Linked DNA regions of Anser cygnoides: region 1 is linked to region 2. A link is a contact called in public Hi-C data. All regions are on one chromosome and are shown on one strand. The core of a region is the stretch at or near the end of the contact, and the rest is flanking DNA. Distances in the headings are between cores, read along the strand shown. Region 1 holds the start of NR0B1 (nuclear receptor subfamily 0 group B member 1). Region 2 holds the start of GK (glycerol kinase).

Region 1 (4,805 bases), core at 18-2,517, 140 kb after region 2:
CAGTGCTTTATATTACACATATACCTTTTGTGCTTTTTTGTAAAGAATATCCCTTTTGACTCCAATTGTGAAGGAATACTTAAGAGAGAAATGGCTATATAACAATGTAAGCTGATATAGAAGGACTAGCTTCATAGGGAAAAGAAATTGCTGAGATCTGGCCTAAACTTTCTATGTTCCTAAGAAGCCCAAAGCTGTTAGTGGTATTTGCTTAAAAAACTATGAATTTTTATTGAAAGAAAAGAAGTTTGTCCAGAATTGATTTAAACATCCCTTGGTAGCAGATATTGATGGAGCAGGTACAGAAGGCTGCTGAAAACTGGCTACTTTCACTAAAACTGTGCCAAGGTTCTTCTAGTTGACAGAAAGCATAAAATGTTTCTGGTTTGGCCCATATAGGCACAAAGAAGTAACTCTTTACTTACTGTATTGAGTAAGTACTGTTCTCTGCTGCACCCAGTTTTAGTTAGTCCAACTAAGAAAGTAAATGAGTTTTTCATTCAAGAGTAAAACCACATTTTGACATTCACTGTTCCTCTATCCCTCCTGTGTAAACATCAAGGCCTGGTATAGTTATTTTCTTGTTTTGGAGTCCATATGTCACACTGACGAGATGGGTCTCAGAGAAGTGGAGATCTAAGATGAGGAGGCAATACTCACTTCAGGACATGACAAGCCTGTAGGGAAAATTGAAACGTTTTAAACGGATAGGTAGAATGTAAACATCAGGACCTCATAAAGATGGGCCATGCACAGCAGCACTGCGAAGCAGAGGAAGGGAATTATTCGCGGGGGATGGTTTCACGGGAGATCCACATAGTTTCAATGCAGGATCTCATGCAGCAGAGGCAGCAACCCCGGGGACCCCTGTCAGAGCCTCACCAGGACCCCAACCCCACACTGTGGGGACCATGTCCGCCTCCCTTCCCCACGGCAGCATTAAGGCGTTAATGAAGCCGAGGGGGCAGCAGAGGCAATAAGCCCTTTGTACCGCTGGCGATGTCGCCTGGTTCCGGCCCAGGTGTTAGTCTGTGTCCCCCCCCAACCCCAGCCCGCGGGGCCGGCCGCCATTTCGCGACGTGCGGGGTCGCCTCTCACCACCTCGGAGCCTGACGGCAGGGGCGGGCGGCTCGCCGACTCCCTCTAGGCATCGCTGCCTCGGGAAAGGGGGGAGGAGGAGGAGGGCTTTCTTTTTTTCCTTTTTTTTTTTTTTTCTTTTCTAATTTTTCCCTCCTCTCTCTCTTTTCCAGCCAGTAAAGAGTGTCTGCCCCTTTGAACCGCGGGCACAGCGGCTGCACACACACCACACACACACACGCACTCACACACGCACACCCAGCCGCCGGCTATAAATAAGTTAAGAGCCGGGCAGAGGGCGAGCAGTGCGCCTCTCCCGTCGGTCGTAGGCGGCGGGGACCGCGACCGCCCCGAGCAGCCTCCTCCCGGGCGGCTCAGCCCCGGCCCCGGCCCCGGCCCCGGCCCCGGGTGCCATGGCGTGCGTGGAGCGCTGCCGCTGCTGCGCGGGCAGCCGGCGGCACAGCAGCATCCTCTACAACATCCTCAAGAGCCAGGAGCAGGCGGAGGCGGAGAGGCGGCAGCCGCCGCCGGGCCAGGGTCCGAGGCAGGGTCCGGTGCCGGTGGCGAGGCGGGTGGCGGCGTGCGGCGGCTGTTCGTGCGGCTCGCAGCGGCGGGTGGCCCTGAAGAGCCCGCAGGTGGCGTGCAAGGCGGCCTCGGCCGTGCTGGTGAAGACGCTGCGCTTCGTGCAGAACGTGCCCTGCTTCCAGGAGCTGCCCCTGGAAGAGCAGCTCGTCTTGGTCCGCAGCTGCTGGGCGCCCCTGCTGGTGCTGGGGCTGGCGCAGGACCGGGTGCACTTCGAGACGGTGGAGAGCGCCGAGCCCAGCATGCTGCAGAGGATCCTCACCAACCGGCGGCAGGGCGAGCACACCCCGCCTCGGGGACCGGCGCCGGGGCGGCCGCACCCGCCGTCGGCCGGCGACATCCAGGCCATCGAGGGCTTCCTGGCCAAGTGCTGGAGCCTGGACATCAGCACCAAGGAGTACGCGTACCTCAAGGGCACCGTGCTCTTCAACCCGGGTGAGTGCCCGCGGGGGTCCCCCGAGGGAGGTGGCGGAGAAGGGGCGCGGGGCGCAGTTCCCCCAGGGGTGGGGCCGCGGCCGCTGTCCCAGGAATGAAACATGCCCAGCCCGCGGCAGTGGCCCGGGAAAAGCCGGGAGGCAGCCGCCGCTCCCCGCCTGCTTGGAGCCGCCCTGGGGCTCCGTCTGTCCGTCTGTCCGTCTGTCCGTCTGTCCGTCTGTCCGGCCGGCGGGGCTCAGCGGCCCCTCCGGACAGCTCGGCACCCGCACAGCGGGGACAAAGCGGGGCAAACCTCAGGCTCTCAGGTGTGCCACGGCAGGGGAGTGCTTGTTTGGCTTTGCGTTGCATTACTGTTCTTTCTTTTTATTTTCATCCATCGTTTCTCCTCCTAAAGACTTCCAACAGCTCTACCAAGTGGTTACCATGTCAGTTACTTACCTGGAAGGTAGCTGGATGTGGCACTTCCTAACTATGGCTGTACCAAGTTGTATTTAGCACTTCTGCCTTCACACTGTTGCACCGAAAAGCAAAATCCCTCTACTCCCACTCCCTCAATACCCTCAGTGTAGTTCACTCGGAAACTTTCTATCATGTATTGGAGTTAATACTTGTTGCCACTTGTTATCTGGAGCTACTTAGAAACTGTTGTCAAAAGATGCCTTACCAGAGTAATGCCTTTTGTAGAAGTGAACAAGTTATTAAACAATTTTTTTTAATATATATATTTTTTATTATCTCAGCTATTTACAGATTGTACTTGTCACTGCAAAGGCATTTTGTACAGCATTCTTCAGTGAAAGTTTCTGTTATCAGCTAATTCTTTTTAACATTTAAATGAATTTGGCAAATATTGCAGTTCACTTTTGAATAGCAAAGAGTATTGATTGTCCTGAACCACCAGCATGATAAGATTTTGAGCTACACTATAAAATTTGGCTCATTGAATCGGCATGCAAGAAGTCCTCTAGCAATTTCATTTGTTTCATTCTTTGTGTGATAAATATAATCTGTAAGCTGAATGTTTTGTAGATGAAACTTATGTAAACAAAATAATTTATTTTTCTTTTCAGATTTACCTGGACTGCAGTGTACACAGTATATTGAAGGACTGCAGAGGGAAGCACAACAAGCTCTAAATGAACATGTCAGACTCATTCACAGAGGTGATGAAGCCAGATTTGCCAAGCTGAATGTTGTTCTATCCTTGTTAAGATCTATTAATGCTAATGTGATAGCTGAACTATTCTTCAGGCCCATTATTGGAGCAGTGAACATGGATGACATGCTTTTGGAAATGCTTTGTGCAAAATTATAAAGGTGTGTAAAATAATGAAAATAAATTCAATGCAAAGGAAGCCCTAGAGCAGAATAGTGTAAAGTACTGTAAATAAACTAACTTATTGTTTTTACATAGATAGTATTTTTGTATTCAATAATAAAATATTCTTTATATTCTGGAATTATTTTTTATTAAACACAGTGTTTTTGGAATAAGAATACAGTCATCACAGTAAGCTTTAAGGTTGCAAAGAATGTTCATAACCTAAGTCGACTGGCTATTCTTTTACCATGTCTCTGAACAAAGATCACACATACTAGATTGTACTTTCAAGGTTAGTAATCTCTGCTCTCCCCCCCCCCCCCAAAAAAAACAAAAACACAACAACAACAAACTAGTCTAGGTTTACATTTTAAACATAGTTGGCATGCAGAAGTGGGAAATGAACAAGTCGTTTGCTTTGCATGTTCTGGTGATATTAGAATAGGATACTGTAATTACAATTCTGCTCATAGTTCAAATACCAGCTCCATCAGAGGCTTACTGCTGTGAGTGAACTACTTCTATTGACTTGAAGTCAACAAACTGGAAGTCTGTAAGGAGTATTAAAGAAAATACGTTTTATTTGATGTGAGGGAAAGCATATTATGAATATTTTGAGATTTAATGAAACTTGAATGAAGCTTGGGTAACTTGTGGTAAAACAGTCCATTCAACACATGTTGGGCTTCAGGGAAAAAAAAATAAACACATACACTCTTGAGTCCCCAAAACAACAAGCAAACAATAACAACTGTAAAAATATCCCAAAAGCAAATGCTGAGTAGGGTGGTGAACTACTGGTGTGGACTCGACACTTTTCTTTGCTTTTCATCTAGGCATTTGCTAGTAAGGATTTTGGTAGCTGGATTCTTCAAACTAATTCCTATAGAAATACACAGTTGTTGCACTGACATGTTGTGTACATGTGGTTTGTCCATCAGAATTTGTCAGCTAGCATGAAGATGTCAAAATTAAATGTCAAGCTTACACTTTTTTTTTTTTTTTGATCTTGGATTTGGACTTGATCCTTTCTCCCAAAGTAGTTGTGTTTTTTTTTTGAAAAAAAAACCCTTTTTATTTTAAAATTAAAAAGGGAAAATCAAGATTTTAACAAATTCCCATTTGTTTTGTGTCTTACCTTTCTCCATGTGCATCTTGTTACCCTTTTCCCCTGGGGAATATTGGTAAAAAGAAACAGGGAAAGAAATGTTAGTGACAGTGTTCTCAAAGTAAAAGCAGTAAGTATATACATGTACGTTAACCACTATCAATAAGAGGTGTTTTTTAAAATGCAGTTACTATAGCTGAGGCAGTCATTCTTAACAGCAGGTGTGCAGGGGAGAGAGGGAAGTGCTTGAAGAGCTTTCTTTTGCTGCCACCTTGCGCAAAG
Region 2 (4,805 bases), core at 2,004-4,503:
CCTTCTGTAGGGTAAGCCCAATGGATACTAAGTGTTTCCTTAAGTAAAAGCTGGTTCTGTTTACTGAAAAGAATGGTTATAATGTGATACAATTTTATTTGAAGTGTTTCTTCTGGATATCAAGGCAGAAAAAAAATGTGCAGGGCGTGGAAAAAAAAATAAATCTGACTGACTGATAAACCTAGGACTCTGAGTACTGTAGGTGTACTTCACTGTATTGACACTTCATCGAATATTTCAATTCTTGCTGTTCTTGGATAAAATACCAGAAAGGCTTTACCCAGCAAATACGTTTCAAGAGATCAGGCAGAGCCATTAGCTCCTGACCCCAAGGCTTTTAGCAAAAGTAGCAGGAGTTACAATGGATTTTAATGATATCATTCTTGAATAAAATGGAATATGATAGATGTAAGTATTTGATGAATGTATTTGGCAAAACATCTAGATCAGAATTTAGTCACTCAGGTACAGTTGTTCAGCCTACCCCTTTTTCCTCCAGCTTGGTATCTTAAGAAAATGAGCTGCAAGCAATGGTGATGGCACTCAAAGCACTGAGCTCTCCCCAGTAACTCTGATCCTGTCATCCAAGTTCATCCCAACTTAACAGGAAAACTGAGAACTCACACAAGGAATGACGGTTTCTTTTGCAGAAAAAAAGATCCAAATAAAGGTCCTCTGAGGGCAAGGCTACAGCATAAACTAAAACTGTTTGTGTGCATTGTGTGTGCTAAGGATAAACAAGGAGTGGCAGTAACAGAGATGCAGTTTCCTCAGTTCTGGTGCTTATTTATCATCGGCCAGCCTCATTCATGTAAGCAGGAGAATCTCACAAATCCTGGCTTGTGTCCATACATAGAATCACAGAATAAGTAATGCTGGAAGGAATCTCTGGAGTCCTCTGGCCTGACCCACTGCTCAAATAATATTAAATTTAAAATTACACCTAGTTACTCAGGGCCTTTTCCAGCCAGGTGTTAAGTACCTGCAAGGATGGAGATCTGTCTTTTTGAGCCCCGATCCAGCGTTTGAGCCTAGTGAACCTTTTGTTCCTTGATTTATTTGAGGTTTATGTTGCTGTAACTTGTCTTTGTTTCCTGTTTTCTTTTTCTGTGCCCCTCTGAGAAAAGCCTTGTTATATTTTCTCTATACGCAGTGTTTAGATAGCTAGAGACACCACTTCCATGCCTCCTTACATTTCCCCTGGACAAACAGCCCAGGGTCTCCCATCCTCACCCTGCATGTCATGTGCTGCAGCCCACGAACTGCATTAGCCAAACTCTGCCGGACTAAACTCAATGTTTTGGACTCTCTGTTCCTCTGGGGGGGGCAAAACCAGACACAGTGTTCTCAGTGCTGCCATGTAAGTGGCACATAGACAGGAATAATTAGTTCCTTTGACCTGCTGGCTGTACTCTTCTTAATGGGGTTAATCTTCACCGCTGCAAGGACACACGGCTCTCTCATGCTCAACTTGCTGTCCGGCAGGACTCTGGATCCTTTTCCACCAAGCTGCTTCCAAGCCCTCTGTCCCACGCGCTAGAGTTTGTTGAACTTCACGACGCTTCTGACAGGCCGCTTCTCCACCAGGAATTCCAATCAACTGCTCACCTGCAAACTTGAGAGCACATCCTGACCCATCATCCAGGATGCTGATGAGAATACCACAGGGTATCAGCCCTCACTACCAACCCCTGTGGAACACCACGTGGGAATTGGCCACCACCATTTAGACTGAACTATTGATGCTACCCTAACCACACTTTTCACCCAGACATCTTTGGGCTCTTCAAAATCTTATGTCCTCTGTCTCAAAAGTAAATAATAAAAAAAGGTAATGGCTGTACAGTACTAGTACACTTTCTTAAAAAGAAGGAAGTAAAAAGGTATGGCCTCTTCTTTATTTGAGCATCTGAATCCCTGAACAGAAACATACTTCATGTCAGACAAAAAACAACTAACAGTATAAAAACTGCTGATGAATGCAACTAGTGCAAGGAATTTCTTTTTAGCAGAACTTGTATTCATAAAAAGATCTTGAGTATAAAGTTCAAAGTGTCACTTTCAGTTCTACTAGTGTTAGCCTTGTAGGCTAAGAAAAAGAGTTAACTCAGCTGCATGTGTAGAGCAGACAGAATTTATTTTCAGGCATTACAGGGAACTTTTCCAATTATTTTTTTGAAAAGGGCTCCTGACTGGCATTCCAGATAGCCCGCTGGTGTCATTTGTCAGTTTGGAGTTTCTCTCCACCCCTAGATCTCTGCTTTGTCATTTGACAATCCCATGAAGGTCGTGATATTGAGAAATAACGGTAACACAGGTCAAGATACTCGGTCTCCTGCTTCGTGAAAGAAAATTCCACATGGGGGAAGCATATCTCATTCATCTTCCCAGTTCAGTACTGTGCACATTTGACAACATTCCCTATCTGGTTGCTACCTCTATGTCGGTTCCAGAACAGAAGCTATCACCGGGGCCTATGTCAAATTGCTACGACTTATTGACTAGGAGACAGGACAGCATGCACAGAGATTTGCAAGCAGGAAGCTGATCTAGTAAGTTAGGTAGATAGTAATGACATTAGTTACTGTCTATTGCATAATATGGAAATGACTAGAGCCTTAGCCTAGAGGGCTGTCATTAACCGCCCCATCCTTAGACAAGCCCGTCCTCCCCCGGTGCTCAGCCGGGCCCACCTTCCGCAGGGTGGGCGAGCTCAGCCACCTGAACGCCGGGACGCGCCGACACCGAGACCGGAACTGCAGCAGCCGCCCCAGGAGGCCACCACAGCGGTCTGGAGCCCGGCCGGTGGGGCTTTTATACACGTTATCGCCCCGCGGCCGCCCGGAGGGACCTCCATCCTCCCGCATGCAGCAGGCCAGGGGGGCCCTCAGCGCCCCCCCGCCCCTCCTCGTCCTCCTGCGGGGGCGGCAGCCGGGGCAGGGCGGCGCTGCCCTTCCCCAAGGGCGAAGGGAGGCCGGGAGGGGACCCGCAGCAGCGTCCCCGCCCCGGCCCCCTCCCCGCGCGATCCCCGCGGCGTGCTCACCAGGAAGCGGCTGGAGCTGGTGCCCTGATCGATGGAGCCCACCAGCGGCCCCAGCGCCACGCGGTCCGACGCGGCCATGAGGGGGCCCCCCCCCGGCTAACGGCCAACGGCGGCCGCCGCCCGTCCCCGCCTTGCAACGGCCGCGGAGCGGGCAGAGGCGCCAACGGCCGCGCTCGCGCTGCCCGGCCGCCCGCGGCGCGTGGCCACCGAGTGAAGCCGGCGGGCGGGGCGGGGCCGCCAGGGGGCGGGGCCAGCGGGGGGCGCTGCCGCGCGCGTCACGAGCCCGCAGCCAATCGGCGCCCGGGGCGCGGCGGGGGCGGGGGGCGCGTGACGGGCGGTGCGGGGGGGGCCGCCGGTGGCTGTTGGCGGCGCGAGGGCAGCCGTTGGCGGCGCGGGAAGGCTGAGGCGGCTCCTGAGGGGAGCCCGGGGCGGCTCCGTGTCCCTCTCCAAGCCCGTTTCTGTCCGGTACCGGGCAGCTCCGAGGGCTTGTGAGGCAGCCACCCGGCCTGAGGCAGCCACCTGTGAAACGTCGGCCGCAACGGGGCCGGTGTCGCTTCGCAAAGCTGGTCTCTGCATCCAGCAGAAATACTGACTTCAAAAAACAAAACAAAACAAAACCCCATGATCTTGGTCCTCCGGCCTTCCTACGTGGAGGCAACTAGTGCTTCAAGAAAAACCGCTGGTGTTGCAAGACCCGTGATCGAGTTGCAAAAGCTAATAATGCTGACTAAAGCATGTGAGAAGTTAACTAGTGAAATGTTGCGGTAAATTGTCCTCCGCCGGCTCCAATTAAATAGATTTGTCTTTGTTTCCCGTTGGTGGTAGTTGTCCAAAGTTGAGGTATTTTGTCAGAATATGGTCAGACGCAATCAGATTGCTGCTGCTTGGTAGTATTTGGTGTGACATCTGATCCAGTGCCTCCAGCGTACCATTTTTTTTGTGTCTGTTGCCATTGGGGCACCTTGGCATGGATGCTAAGGCTCTTTACTAATGTATAATAGATAGCAAATGACTTAGTTACAGCCTGTAATTACAAAATCTGGAATGAGACAGATAACAGTTTTAGTAAGAAGTTGCGTGTTTTTAAGAGTTGGAGTAAGAAAGCACTGGAACCGCTTACTAAATATTATGAAAGATTCTCTGTTACCCTAAAATGTTTTAACCACGACTGGTATTTCTTCTTAAAATGTCAGCTACAGTTCAGAGATTACTTAGCTCTGAGACTTTGATTCTGCAGCCCATAGAGAATGACCAGAGGCAGGTGGTGCAAGGAGGTGACAACAATCCTCTCTGGCTGTGCAGGAGAACCCTCCAAATTCTCCACCTGTCAACTCTCACAACCTACACTGCAGGCAACCTCTACGCTACAGCCATGGGCAGTAACCACAGCTGACTTTAAAAAGTTTATGCAGGGCTACACCATCTTCATACAGACTAACAGCTCAGGGAATTAATCTCAGAAGATCTTATTGAAGTCTAAATTCATCAGTATAATTAGTATGATTTTTGTATTTTCTTTTGCTTCTTTTAAAACCTGCCATATGATGTTTTGAACCTAAATTTTAGCTCGAGGTAAGACATAACTATTTTCAGCAAAAGTTGAGGTCTCTCAGGATCCAGAAAAGGAGGAAGTAATATCATGACTGATATTTATGCAAAACATGAAACACTACTGCACCTATATACAATTTATAGAGATCACTGAGTTACAGCAATTTCCTAGGATGTGCAAATCTACCATTTTCTTGGGTATTCTTTAGCA

What was found. Hi-C and Micro-C count contacts between places; a contact is called where the count stands out from the background.
Region 1: a contact with region 2 is called in a Hi-C map of liver, with 3 times the contacts expected there. The contact joins the promoter of NR0B1 here to the promoter of GK in region 2. A contact is called at or near these places in 2 of 7 Hi-C or Micro-C datasets (both in liver).

What each region holds. Positions count from the first base shown.
Region 1 is chr1:124,252,842-124,257,646 of Taihu_goose_T2T_genome, forward strand. NR0B1 (nuclear receptor subfamily 0 group B member 1) reads left to right here and starts at 1,268. Exons shown (of 2, transcript XM_013192667.3): 1 at 1,268-2,094; 2 at 3,165-3,546. The coding sequence starts at 1,491. The coding sequence ends at 3,409.
Region 2 is chr1:124,108,742-124,113,546 of Taihu_goose_T2T_genome, forward strand. It overlaps GK (glycerol kinase), which reads right to left and starts at 3,254. Exons shown (of 21, transcript XM_048081238.2): 1 at 3,044-3,254. The coding sequence starts at 3,121.